Linked DNA regions of Zea mays: regions 2 and 3 are each linked to region 1. A link is a contact called in public Hi-C data. All regions are on one chromosome and are shown on one strand. Each heading gives the region's core, a stretch centred on a gene start, on an enhancer-like site or on the middle of the called end of the contact. The rest is flanking DNA. Distances are from core to core; before and after follow the strand shown.

The links. A called contact is a pair of places that touch in the nucleus more often than the background predicts.
Region 2: a contact with region 1 is called in a Hi-C map of ear, with 2.0 times the contacts expected there. The contact joins the promoter of LOC100275311 here to the promoter of LOC100193160 in region 1. A contact is called at or near these places in 2 of 25 Hi-C or Micro-C datasets (ear and tassel).
Region 3: a Hi-C map of root tip shows a contact between it and region 1, with 2.7 times the contacts expected there. The contact joins the promoter of LOC100274266 here to the promoter of LOC100193160 in region 1. A contact is called at or near these places in 6 of 25 Hi-C or Micro-C datasets (ear, endosperm, leaf and 2 more).

Annotation. Positions count from the first base shown.
Region 1 is chr1:278,581,581-278,585,556 of Zm-B73-REFERENCE-NAM-5.0, forward strand. It overlaps LOC100193160, which reads right to left and starts at 1,855. Exons shown (of 10, transcript NM_001138317.1): 1 at 1,700-1,855; 2 at 229-443; 3 at 54-145. The coding sequence starts at 406.
Region 2 is chr1:278,825,833-278,829,808 of Zm-B73-REFERENCE-NAM-5.0, forward strand. It overlaps LOC100275311, which reads right to left and starts at 2,273. Exons shown (of 4, transcript NM_001149419.1): 1 at 1,882-2,273; 2 at 1,716-1,762; 3 at 1,510-1,624. The coding sequence starts at 2,169.
Region 3 is chr1:278,755,779-278,759,754 of Zm-B73-REFERENCE-NAM-5.0, forward strand. LOC100274266 reads right to left here and starts at 1,942. Exons shown (of 4, transcript NM_001148630.2): 1 at 1,065-1,942; 2 at 560-982; 3 at 223-461; 4 at 1-113. The coding sequence starts at 1,664.

The DNA of each region.
Region 1 (3,976 bases), core at 605-3,104:
TAATTCTAGACATGTAGATTAGATGAGGAAGTGAGCTCAACAAGAAATCTTACAGGCAACAATGTGACACAGTCCTCCACTCCTTTCCTCTTCTTCACACCTCCGCTATGCTCATCACTCATTTGGATGTCATGACTTAATGTACCTGCGAGAATTATTATTGTTTCTATTAACTCCAGAATTGTCACCATCAGAAAGATCTACCTGGCAACATGATACAAAACTAACCAGATGAAGATTGATACAACCCCAGCCTATCTTCTAAGCCCATGCCGTAAGGTCCAAACCCATGTTGTCCACTATAAGCTATCTTTTGATGCATTGTGTAAGAATTCCAATTTGCCTCGGAGAATTCTCTGCCACTATTTGCACTAGGACCTTGATCAGATTGCTGGCCTGAGTACATCTCCAATTATCCAGAAACACCAACGTTCCTCAATCACCTATTCAAGATAAACAGAAGGTAAACAGTATGAATGAAACTACAGAAGGTAAACATTGGCCCATAGCGCCTTGTACAAAGGAGTAAACATTGATCAACTGGTTTGGTTGAGGTCGAGGGCAAACAGTGTCACCTCAACTGGTAACCTAACAAAGTTGAAAAGCAACCAGTCCCTTCGAGAATAACCATGCTATCCCTAACTACAGATAAAAAGACGGGCAAAAGAACCATCCACCGTCCAGGCAAAGGCCTGGTGGAACTGCATTACAGCTGGAGAAGACATGCTTCACCCATAGCCTTTGAGAACAAACCAAATCTGCAACAGGCTAAAGCACACAGTCCAGAAAGTGAAACTTTAAACCCAGGGCATAAAGGAGGAGACACAGGAGAAATAACCCCATCATTAAGCAAACGGCACTCACTAACTGAGTCTTTTGGAGCAAAGTGAATGAAATGGGAGGAGAGCCAGCTCTTCCTAAAAGACTAAAAACACCAAAGCTAATTGGGAACAGGAAAAGTTACCAAATCTTCAATAACCAGGCATGTACCACACTAGTACCATTGAGCTTGAAAGAAAAGGGTCATGTTTCACCAGATGAAGAATACGAAAACAAGTTTGGAACTAACCAAGAAGTGCGGTCTCCTTTAGGATATGGCTAGGCAGCTGCTCCTTAAGAAGCTAAAAGAGCTCCTAGTAATGTTATTGGGAATTTAAACTAACGGGCCCTACTTGGATGAGTAAAATCACAGGACTAGCATCTCCAGGAACGCACAGAAAACATGAAGCTGTCTCCAAACAGGGCTACCGATCACTTTATAGTTTCTTCATAATCTTGGAAAAACAGCAAATGTGAAATGAAAACTTGGAGAAATACTTTCGCATCACCAAAGCTCACAGAAGGAAGGGGGTAAGAAGGTAAGCTGAACTGGTGATAGCGTGAGGCTATTTGAATGCGTAGGTGGCAGGAGTAGGATCTGCAAGAAATAACTAAGGCAGTGCTGAAGCTTTCCGAGAGCAGGGGGAGACGAAAGCAACGACCTTTGACTACACCGCGTAATGAGGTGGTGTAAAGATCTTGAAAGGAACAGGTGCCAAGATGTTCGAGACAATAACTGCCTGAGAATTACCCGACCGCGGAATCACATGAACCCTTCAACTCCAAAAGGCCGGCCACCAATTTCACCAGCAAGCGGAGACGAACACTTTGAAATAATCGATTAGATGAAATTTTTTCTTTCCTTTTTTTGCAGAATTACCTGACGTTGGTGGGCATCGGAGAGAGAGCTCTGGTTTCTTGGCCCTCCCCAAACGAGGATCGCCAATTTGACCGCGACGGGAGGGGGTGGTGAAAGATTTTAAGGGCAGGAGGCGGAAGCAAAAGGGCAAGACGGACGCAAGAGCCTGCTGCTAAGTGGTGTTTGTTACCTGCCACTGAGGTGAAATGATTCCTTCTTGCGCTCTGGCAGAGGGTTGTTAACCACTGCAACTGCCCCTTTCTCTCTCTCTCTCTTCTCTATTCCTTCCCTTCTCTCTCTTCTCTCCTCTCTAATATTTCCAAAACCTTAGCGTAAGCTAACAACCCCTAATCAAAGTTAACAGCAGGCTAGTGTACTATTAGTAGTAGTTTACTGCTTGCTTTACTTTAGTACACAAAGATTAGCTGTAGTAAGGAGAAAATAAAGTAGAGAGTAAAAAAAATAGTGCATAATTCTCAGCTCTCCAGCCTTGCATACCCTCAATGTCCTGTGGGCCCCAGTTTGCCTGTGCACTGGTACTATTGAACATTTGTATATTATCTATAGCTTGTTATTTTATTCTTTACCCAATGGATACATAGCAGCAAGTTTGAACTGAAGGAAAATGATTTCTCACCAGGTAGCAAGGGCTAGGCGGTAAACAGCATTTGAGAAAAAAAAATCCAGAAATGTGAGTCAGATCATTGGATGGTTTATGGAGTTTATTTTAAGCTTCATGGTATGCTTGATTTTGTAGATGTAGCACAACAGCACTGTTGCTAGTGCTACTACTGCTACTTTTACAAAGATGGCTTTGTTTATAAGGGTTGGGAGTGCTTCTCTTCCACACCAAGCTTTGAATGAGCCATATCTCTCTTTCTACTGACATGCTGCCATCTATTTGTACATTGGTCTTTTTTCTCATTCCTGCCAGCTTACCTACAGGCTACAGCCATCCTCCCTCTCTCTAGACACCCAGGCAGGGAAGAAGAAAAGAACATATACAGAGAGGGAGAAGGTGAGCAAAAACATTAGGAATCTTGTAATCTTTTCACCTTCTTGTCCTCTACAGTCTGAGAATGCAGGACACTAGCTGGATTTGTGGGATATGGTCAAAGCATGCACTGTAAGGCATCCTGCTGCTTCCTTGCTTGCTTAGGTGTCTCCATCTCCACGAGATCTTTCTCTCTTTGCCTCTCTCTTTATAGTACAAAAAAACTTGCTGGTACATGGTGATGGAATGACTTCAGCATCAACCAAACCACACACAGACACAGCTAAAAAGTTTGATCACTCTCCATATCACCAAAAAAAAAAAGATTTTGCTCCACTGGTCAGATTGGGGAGAGAAATGAGGTGGAGTATGGACATTACCCTCATGCAGATGCAGCTAGTCACCTACTTCTGCATCCCAATGAGAATCTGGGGCTTGTATTATGTGTCGGTGTGATTAGTTGTTTACATGCTTGCTTTGCGCTAATCTAAGCAGGTATACTTATACTTAATACAATCCTTCAGTCCAAAGTGCCTGTTTTAAATATTAGAAGCATTAGCTGTTACTGTTAGCCTGTTCCTTTGTTCTTAGTTCTTACAAAAGACCAGAGAGGGATGCAACCTTTGGCCTGACCTTCTCAATTTGCAGTATCTATTGAAATGCTTGTATTTTTTACAGATGGTTCTAAATGCCTGTTTCACCAATGGTAGGGCTTCGCATTAAATCTAATTAAGCGAGAAAAATGGAGTGATTTCTCTATCAAACCGAATAGATTAAGTCAAACATGTAACTGTCCCAGTGAACGAGCAAAAGAATAGGGCCTGAGTCTAGTTCACGCGTACCAAGTGTGCCAGTGTACTAGGCTTAGTGACATCATGCTTGTGCTAGGCAAAGTTGATAGGTCGATTTTAAAATCATTCTCTTGTTCCAACAGTCTACTCAGATACAGAGGGTTTTCTGTGCTCCTATATACGGAGTACAGTACATGTACTAGGTAATTAAAAATACCTGAGACTTTTGTATTAGGAACATGTACAACTGTTGCTCTTTTTGTGCAGTAGGAGCCTGTCTCCCTGTTCTTTCAAGCGAAAAAAAAAAGATTGCAGCACCTTTGAAATCGCCAACGCAAACTTCCATTTCGACTCATGAAGAGGGCTAGATTCCTAAGATCTTGACCAACTGGTTTTGGTTAGAAATTAGATTTTATCTAGTTTTCATTGTGTTTTTCTTTCAAACAGCAACCGGCAAGATATTTACCGATCAAGTGTTAATCAATATTGAGTACTTAAGCTTAGGATCCCAGT
Region 2 (3,976 bases), core at 1,023-3,522, 240 kb after region 1:
GGACAACAAAGTAGCAAGCAAACTCATGTAAATAAATGATGAGGCGACATCTATATATAGGTGTCATAAACGCATAGTACAAAAGAAACCAGTATATTCAACAGACAAATCATACCGAGTTTTATACACAGGGTATGGTTTAAACTTTATGGCAACATCCAACTGGTTCATAAATAGGTCAGCCTGGATCAGTGCATCCGTGGGTTGAAAGATTTAAAGCTAGGCTACAGACTTGTGACATACATGATGTCATATGTTAGACTCAGTGCGTCCGTGGGTTGAAAGATTTAAAGCTAGGCTGCAGAATATGGAACATATACATACGCGCTCAGGATCGATGGTATGCAGCATCTGCTACTGACCAACACGACATCGCTACTGGACTGGTGGCTCCTGTCCCGTAAGCATCTCATCTCTTGCACCATTTGGAAGGAGAGGAACTCTAGAGTTTTTGCCAGTTTGCTTTGGTGGCTCGTGGAGAGGTACGCGTGCAAGGGGAGGACTGGATCGCGACGGGATACACTGTTCTTAGTTTTCTGTGGGAAAAAAAGCATCTTGTGTACATATGTCATGTGTGGATTTTACACGTTCAGGACGAACCAATTTGGAAGCAGATGTATAGCAGTTTTGGTCTCTCTATCCGATATGGCATTTCCTAGATAGCAGCGCCTGAATGCTGGGACGGGTTCATGTGCTGCCGGAATCCGTTCCATCAGGTCAAGCGACTGGGAATTTTGCGGCAGGCGCTGTGCACGTCGTCCAGAGGAGCATGGTCACCCGTGCCTTGGTCTCTCCACGAGTACAGCAACTCCTTCCCTCTGAACACGAACATTCCACCCTGGTGGAGAGAGAGAGAGACGAGCAGCGAATGAGACCCTTCAGTATGCACACCGTAGCGTAGAGGTAGAGCTCAGACGACGACGACTTCAACCTGCTGCAGGACGCCGGTGAGGTCGGCGGGCGTGCCTTCCAGCGTGTAGTTCTCCGTCGCCTTCTTGATGTAGTCGAGCCTCGAATATATCTTTGCCTTCGTATCGTGTGTATATATATACAATCAGCGTGCAGTGTAAAAGATTGCAAGTCATGTCACCAGCGCGCGACATCTCAAGACGTCCACGAACGGTAACAAAGACGAGAGCAGCAGTGCTTACTGCTCAGCTCAAAGCGATGGTACTTACACTAGCTGGACTGAAGAGCGTCCGGCCCAGACCATGGTACAGTCCAAGCACGCTGTAAGCCTGAGAGAACGAAGCAGCGTTCAGCAGAGCCGCGGTCATACCTAGGACAGGGCATTACGATCGCGCAAACCAAAACACTTGAAATTTCAAAAGTTGAGACGCTTCTGCACCGTAGTCTGTCACCTTACGCTCGGGGTCCGCGTACAAGGAGTCCATAGGAAACGGCAGCTGCAACGCGCACTCATTCAGAGATTCAGTTTTCGGCAAGGTTTCAGACTTTCAGTAGCTTCAAGCCTTCACATATAAGAGTGTTCAGCACGAGGCCACATACCCGGTCGGCGAGGATGCGAGCCTTCTCCGGGGTTCCGACGCCGATGGCGATCAGCTTAGCCCCCGCCGAGTCGAACTCCGCCATGGCGTCCTTGAGAACAGAGGCCAGCTCCCAGCTGCGGAAATGGACACGCCCAAATCAAAGCTTACTCGCGAACAACAACCAACCAACCAACCAACCAACAGATACCATCTCGATCTCCTCACCAGCAGAAGCACCCGAAATGCCTCAGCAGCGCAACCACGGCCACCCCCTGCGCGCGCAAGCGCAAGGCGGCGTCAGCATACGACGGCAGGGAAGGCAGGCCAGGGCAGGGCCGTCCCGCTGTGTGGCCACTGACCGGCCGCAGATCACGGAGGAAGACAGTGGTACCTCGGCGGAGTCCCACAGGTCCGTCAGCGCCACAGCGTTGCCTGTTCCCGCGGCGAGGACGGAGACGCCGCCGAGAGCGTCCCACGCCGGCACGCTTGTGTCCGGAGCCAAGCCGGAGGAGGAGGAGGAGGCTCCCGCTACAGCGGGGACCGTCGGGGAGCGGCGACCGACGCGCCCTCCTCCGCGCGGGGGAGAGGCGCGCGCCGCCGACACGTGGACAAGCCGGCGGGGGGTGCACGCGCGGGGAGTGACCAGCGGCGCGCGCGGGAACGAGATGGCCGTCGCCATGGAGAGAGAGATGTGGTCTCAGGAGCGTGGAGACTGGAAGACACAACACACCCTGGCCTGGGCGCGGAGCCGCGGACGCGTGCCGAGTCGAGGCCCGACTCCCGAGTACGGAGCGCGCGCGTCCGTGTGTGTTGCGCGCGCACTAGCCACTACTAGGACGGGGGAGCGAGCGAGTGGCTCGTGGTGCGCGGCGGGGAGGCCGCGTGGCGCTGCTTGGGCGCGTAGTTTTTCGATTAGTTTTCCTGTCGAGGAAAAGTTTTTCGAGTAGGTGCTAGGTGCGCACGGATCATTGGTACGTGGGCTGACGGATGAGCGAGCTAGAAGATACAGACGCGGCCCACTAAAATGGCCTGGTTTGGTGACACCTGGTCGGCTGGTCGCCTTTGGGCTGGCCCGCGAGCCCTGTCGGATTTTCTCGCATGTCCCGCAACTACTTTGGACCGTCCCTCTCATAGTCTCATTCACTTCTTTTAGGTAGTGTTTGGTTGAAGAGCCTAGTAGAACGGAACCGTTCTGTTCCAGTTTTGTTGTTGTTTAGTTACAAAGTAACTAGAACGGAATGACTCCAATTAGGGAATATTCTCCTCAGATCCGGAACCATTCCGCTCCAAAAAATCAATGGAACGGAGCCGCTCCGTTCCAATCCCGCTCTCACAGTCACGCTCCGTTCCGTTCACTCTGCAACCAAACAAAAAACAGAACCGCTCTGTTCCAGATTACCAAACACAGAACAGAGCGGCTCCGTTCCTAGAATCAGGGATGGAACGACTCCGTTCTACTTGGCTCCTCAACCAAACACTACCTTAAGGAATCTCATTGCTGCTAGAGTTGGTCAAGATCAAATAGTCACAACTTTGATCAACAATATATAAAAAAACAATAACATAAATAATACCGAATTAGAATGTTAAATACATAATATGTATTAGCAATATTCTATATAACTTGGTAGATATGACAATTTAACTTACGAAAACTCAAATAGCAATATCCTATGCGCCTCAATTCTTGCATTGGCTTTTCAGGAGACGTGAACATTAGGTGTTTTTGTTGTGATGGTTTGAGGAGCCACTCAATCCTGTATTAGGTTGTGTACCATTAGTTCATCTTATGGATTTTGGTGAAAATGGGAACTAACCTAATGTTAATGTATATTTAGATTACAAGGTTGACATGAACAAAAGATCGTAAAGATAAGATGATTATAGATCAACACACAGGTAGAGAATATACCCTTCTTGTTTTTTTCTTACCCCATCAAAGTTGAGTCTAGGACTAATGGCACCATTAGTCCCGGATATACCAACCGACTGAGGGCCTGTTTTTTGCACTAGTGCTAAAATTAGCACATGATAATCTATTGTTAAATTTTAGCACTTGAGGGATGTTTGGAAAAAGTGCAAAACTTTAGCACTTACGGTTCACAAGGAGCACGTGACCAATGGTGGGAAGAGAGAAAAGGGGTATTCAATGCAAAATAAGATTGGCGACATTTTTAGCACAGTTTAGCAACTTTGGTGGAACTAAAGTGATAATGCGTGCTAAACTTTAGCACAACACTTTTAGCTACCGTGTTTGTTTCATTAGTAGCTAATTTTTTTTAAAAAAGGTGTAGTGATAAAGTTTAGCGAGGAAAAACAAATGAAACTAAAAACCCTAGTCCATCGCATGCTTTTGCAGTAAGGGCTTTTAGTCCTAGCTACAGTACCAATCAGGACTAAATGTCGCGCGCGTCTTTAGTGCTAGTTGGTGGTTCCAATCAAAATAAAATGTTAACATTAAGTCCGGTTGGTGCCATCAATCAGAA
Region 3 (3,976 bases), core at 692-3,191, 170 kb after region 1:
CGCCCTCCACCGCGTTCGGGAGCACGTTCCCGAGCTCGTCTGCGTAGGGCCCGATCACCAGCTGCACGAACGACAGCAGCGGGTTGTTGTAGAAGAACTCCGGCCGCACGAACCTTTGCAAGCAAGCAGTGCCAGTGTCAGTCAGATCTCTCTGCCTCGACCAAAACTGATGCCACGAACGAACAGAAGAAGCGAACGATGATGGTTGCATGCAGGACTCACAGGGCGTTCTCGCCGCCGTTGAAGCTGCCGTCGACGATGAACGCCGAGACGGCAAGCACCACCGACGTGACGTACGCGCTGGCCGTGCGCGCGACTGGTATGTCGAACAGGGCCTTCTTGTTGGGCAGCAACGACTCGTAGTTGTTTATCACGCCGAGGCACCCCGTCCAGTTGGACGGCACGAGGAATGACGGGCTCAGCTTCACACCGTACTTCGCCGCCGTCAGCCTAGTCGCAATCTGCCACCGCATGATCATCAGCTGCAGCACGTCGAATGCCGCGAAAACATCCAAGTGCAGCTGTGCGTGTGCGGACATTGCTGTGCCGCCGCTCGTACCTCAGAGACGCCGAGTATCGTGAGGAAGCCGCCGAACAGAGGAAGCACGTCAGAGACGTAGTCGTCGAACGTGGCGCCGGGCTTGAGGAAGAATCCGCTCATGAGCGCGATCGTCCCGAAGGTCGTGACCGCCAACGCCACGGCGCTGAGGTAGCCCCACGGCGTGCTCAGCTTGGTGATCTCGAGCTGGACGTCGATCTCTGCCTTGGGCTGAACCATGCAGACCTGCTTTGTGATGTCGTCGTTCTTCTCCTCCATGAACCAGAGGGTGACCTCTGTTCCAGCCGCCTCGGAGATCTTCTTCTCCAGCTTAGGCCGCACCTCCTCGATGGGCTTACGCAGGTTCCCGATGAAGATCCCGCCGTCGCCGAACCTCCGGACGTCCACGGCGAAGAACGTGTCGTACCCGAAACAGCTCTTCAGCTGCACGCAGACGCAGCACGGCATCAATCGCCCAAGTTCTGATAATCAGCACCAAGCAGAGCGAATTGAGGAAGGAAGTTACCTTGTTGAGGTCGAGTGCCTTGAAGGTCTGCTCCGCCAGCTCCAGCCTCTGCTTCTCGCGGGCCAGCTGGTCCTTCACCAAGCCCCGGAACAGGCCGGCGACGGGGTTGGCGTCGGGCTCGCGGTCCAGCTCGCGGAGCTTCCTGTCGGCGCGCTTCTTCTCCAACTTGATGGCGGCCTCGATGGAGGGATTGCCCATGAACTTCTTGAACTCCTCGTCTGACTTCCAGTCCACCTCCTGCTGCTCGTCTGTGCTCCTCTTCTCCTCGCCGTCGCCTTCTCCTTGGCCTCCTTTATCTGCCTCTCCAACATGGCCCGACGCCTTGGCCTCATCCACCCCTCCAACATGATGCGACGCCGTCGCCTCCTCCTGTCGCTCGCCGGAGGCCACAGAGACAGAGGACGCCGGGCCCACCCTCTCCTCTTGCTCCTGCTGCAACGATCGCCTTACTACTGAACTACTCCTAAGAGGCCGAAGAGGCGGTTTGTACTGGTTCTTGGAAAAAAGAGGGGTCCTGGTTACTCTTGGCACGGTTGCGCTTCTACTAGTAGAAGCACTGCTGCTGCACAAGAGAGAAGATGCAAGAGAAGCAGACGACATTGGGGACGAGCTGCAGCCTGCGGAGCTTAACAGTTCTGTGCTTGTTCTACTTCTATTGTTTTGCTATATAAGCTATGAGGTCAGACTCCATGGGAGAGCTTAAAAAGGTTCGGAATGGAGCGGTGGAGGAGTGGACGAAAGAAGGAAGGTGGGCGTTCTAGAAGGTTTGAGAAGGCGCGCGCTGGGCCGGAGGACTCGTGAAGAATGCGACGGTCGGAGGTGTCTGATATGTGCTGCGTGCCTTCGTGTAGGGGCCGAGTGGCGACGACGGAATTGAGACTTGAGAGTTGAGACAAGGACACAAGGTGAGGCTTATCCAGCTGCCCGGGGAAGACGTACACTTGGCAGCAGCTGGGCACGCTGCACGCTGCCCTGGAGCTTAATGTGTGGGTCCTGGCGTCCTGCCAACCTGAAAGGCTTCCTCAATTTCATGTCCTCAACTCCTATAGAATGCTCCCTCATTTCTTCACCCACCCATCAGGCCACCACCCTTCCTGTGGAATTTTTTTAACAAACCTTCTTTTACTCCCTCCAATCTAAAGTATAGTTCATTTTAACTTTTAGAGTCAAAACATTTTGTTTTAAATTTGAACAGATTTATATAATAAAATAATCATTTTATGATATAAATAAGAATTAATATTTCCATTAATTATATTTTTGACATATTATACTTTTCATTAATTATATTTTTGTAGCACATATTAGATTTTTCATTAATTATATGTTTATACTATATATTTGATGTCATATATTTTTATAATTATCTTTATAAAATTAATTAAATTTAATATATTTTTATTATCCGCAAAAGTTAGAATAGCATACAATTTAAAATTAAGGCAGTAGCAAACATGTGTTCCGATAACTGATAAATACTTCTTCCACTCAAATTACAATATATTTTATTTTAATATATTATATATAATATACATATTGTATATTTAACTACGTAATAAAAACTATATATCTAGAAAAAAAAATAATTTAGAACAGAGGAAAAGTAAAATTTGATATTGTCGAACCATGACTTAGAATTTTAGATGTTAATATTTACACCAACAACTATAGCAGTTAATCGTATTAAATATATTATACAGTTTCCTGAGGTTAGAAGGCTCCCCCGAAGGAAGTGCTGTAATTCAATAAATCATCGGTCTGTTTTTTTAAAACAATTGCTAGAAATTTTTCGAAAGTTCCAAATAACTCTAGTTCAAGACAAATCTTCGTGTCCTTTGGTTTGTTTGGATGCAAAGTATTTCAATCTTTAAATACTACGATTTTAAGTTGTCATCACACAACTGTGTACTCTTACACATGTGCAAGCCTAGTCATGGCCAAAAACTTGGTGTTGGATTGAACTTTTAAATACTCCAAAAATACCATGTATCTATAAAAACAATGGTATTCAAAACAATTTTTTTTACAATATAGCCAAACACCTCTTTCCAGAAAATACTATGATATTGTCCAATATCATAGTTTTACCTAAAACTCTAAAAATACTATGCTTTCAAACAAACCCTAATTTCCTAATCTGATGCTTAGAAAATTGAAAGAAATTTTAGGTATTATCCTATTCAAACCTCTCCACTCCTCTAAACCTTGTTGATCCTTTCAATTTTTCTATAAAAAATAATAAAACCAATATAATAGCGATGATGATTAGAGTCTATAAAATTAAATTTGTATATTATGATTATTGTGAGAATTTTTAAAATTATCTTTTTTCATGGGCAACTCGTTATGATCAACATAGAGGTTCCTTCATAATCTCTTATCAGTAATAATTAGATAGAATTCTTATCCATAACATGGGCTCTTAATTATCCACCTTGCAATCCAGTTAACTCTAATCCTCTCTTTTTCCAAGTCAAATCAGAAGTCTTCCGTCGAATTTTATTTAACTTAAAAAATGAAAAGGTACAGAAACAATAATATAATCAACGTGGTTGGTAATAACAATTACAATTGAACACTAGTGTCGGGGACCATAATTAGGGGTACCCTCAAGACGCCTAATTCTCAGCTGGTAACCCCATCAGCATAAAGCTGCAAAGGCCTGATGGGTACGATTAAGTCAGGGATCAGTCCATACGAGCGACTCGATCACGCCTCGCCCGAGCCTAGCCTCGGGCAAGGGCAGCCGACCCCGAGGGGTTTCCGTCTCGCCCGAGGCCCCCCATTAACGGCGGACACATCTCCGGCTCGCCCGAGGCCTTGCCTTCGCTAAGAAGCAACCCTGACTAAATCGTCGCGCCGACCGACCGAGTCGCAGGAGCATTTAACGCAAAGGTAGCCCGACACCTTTG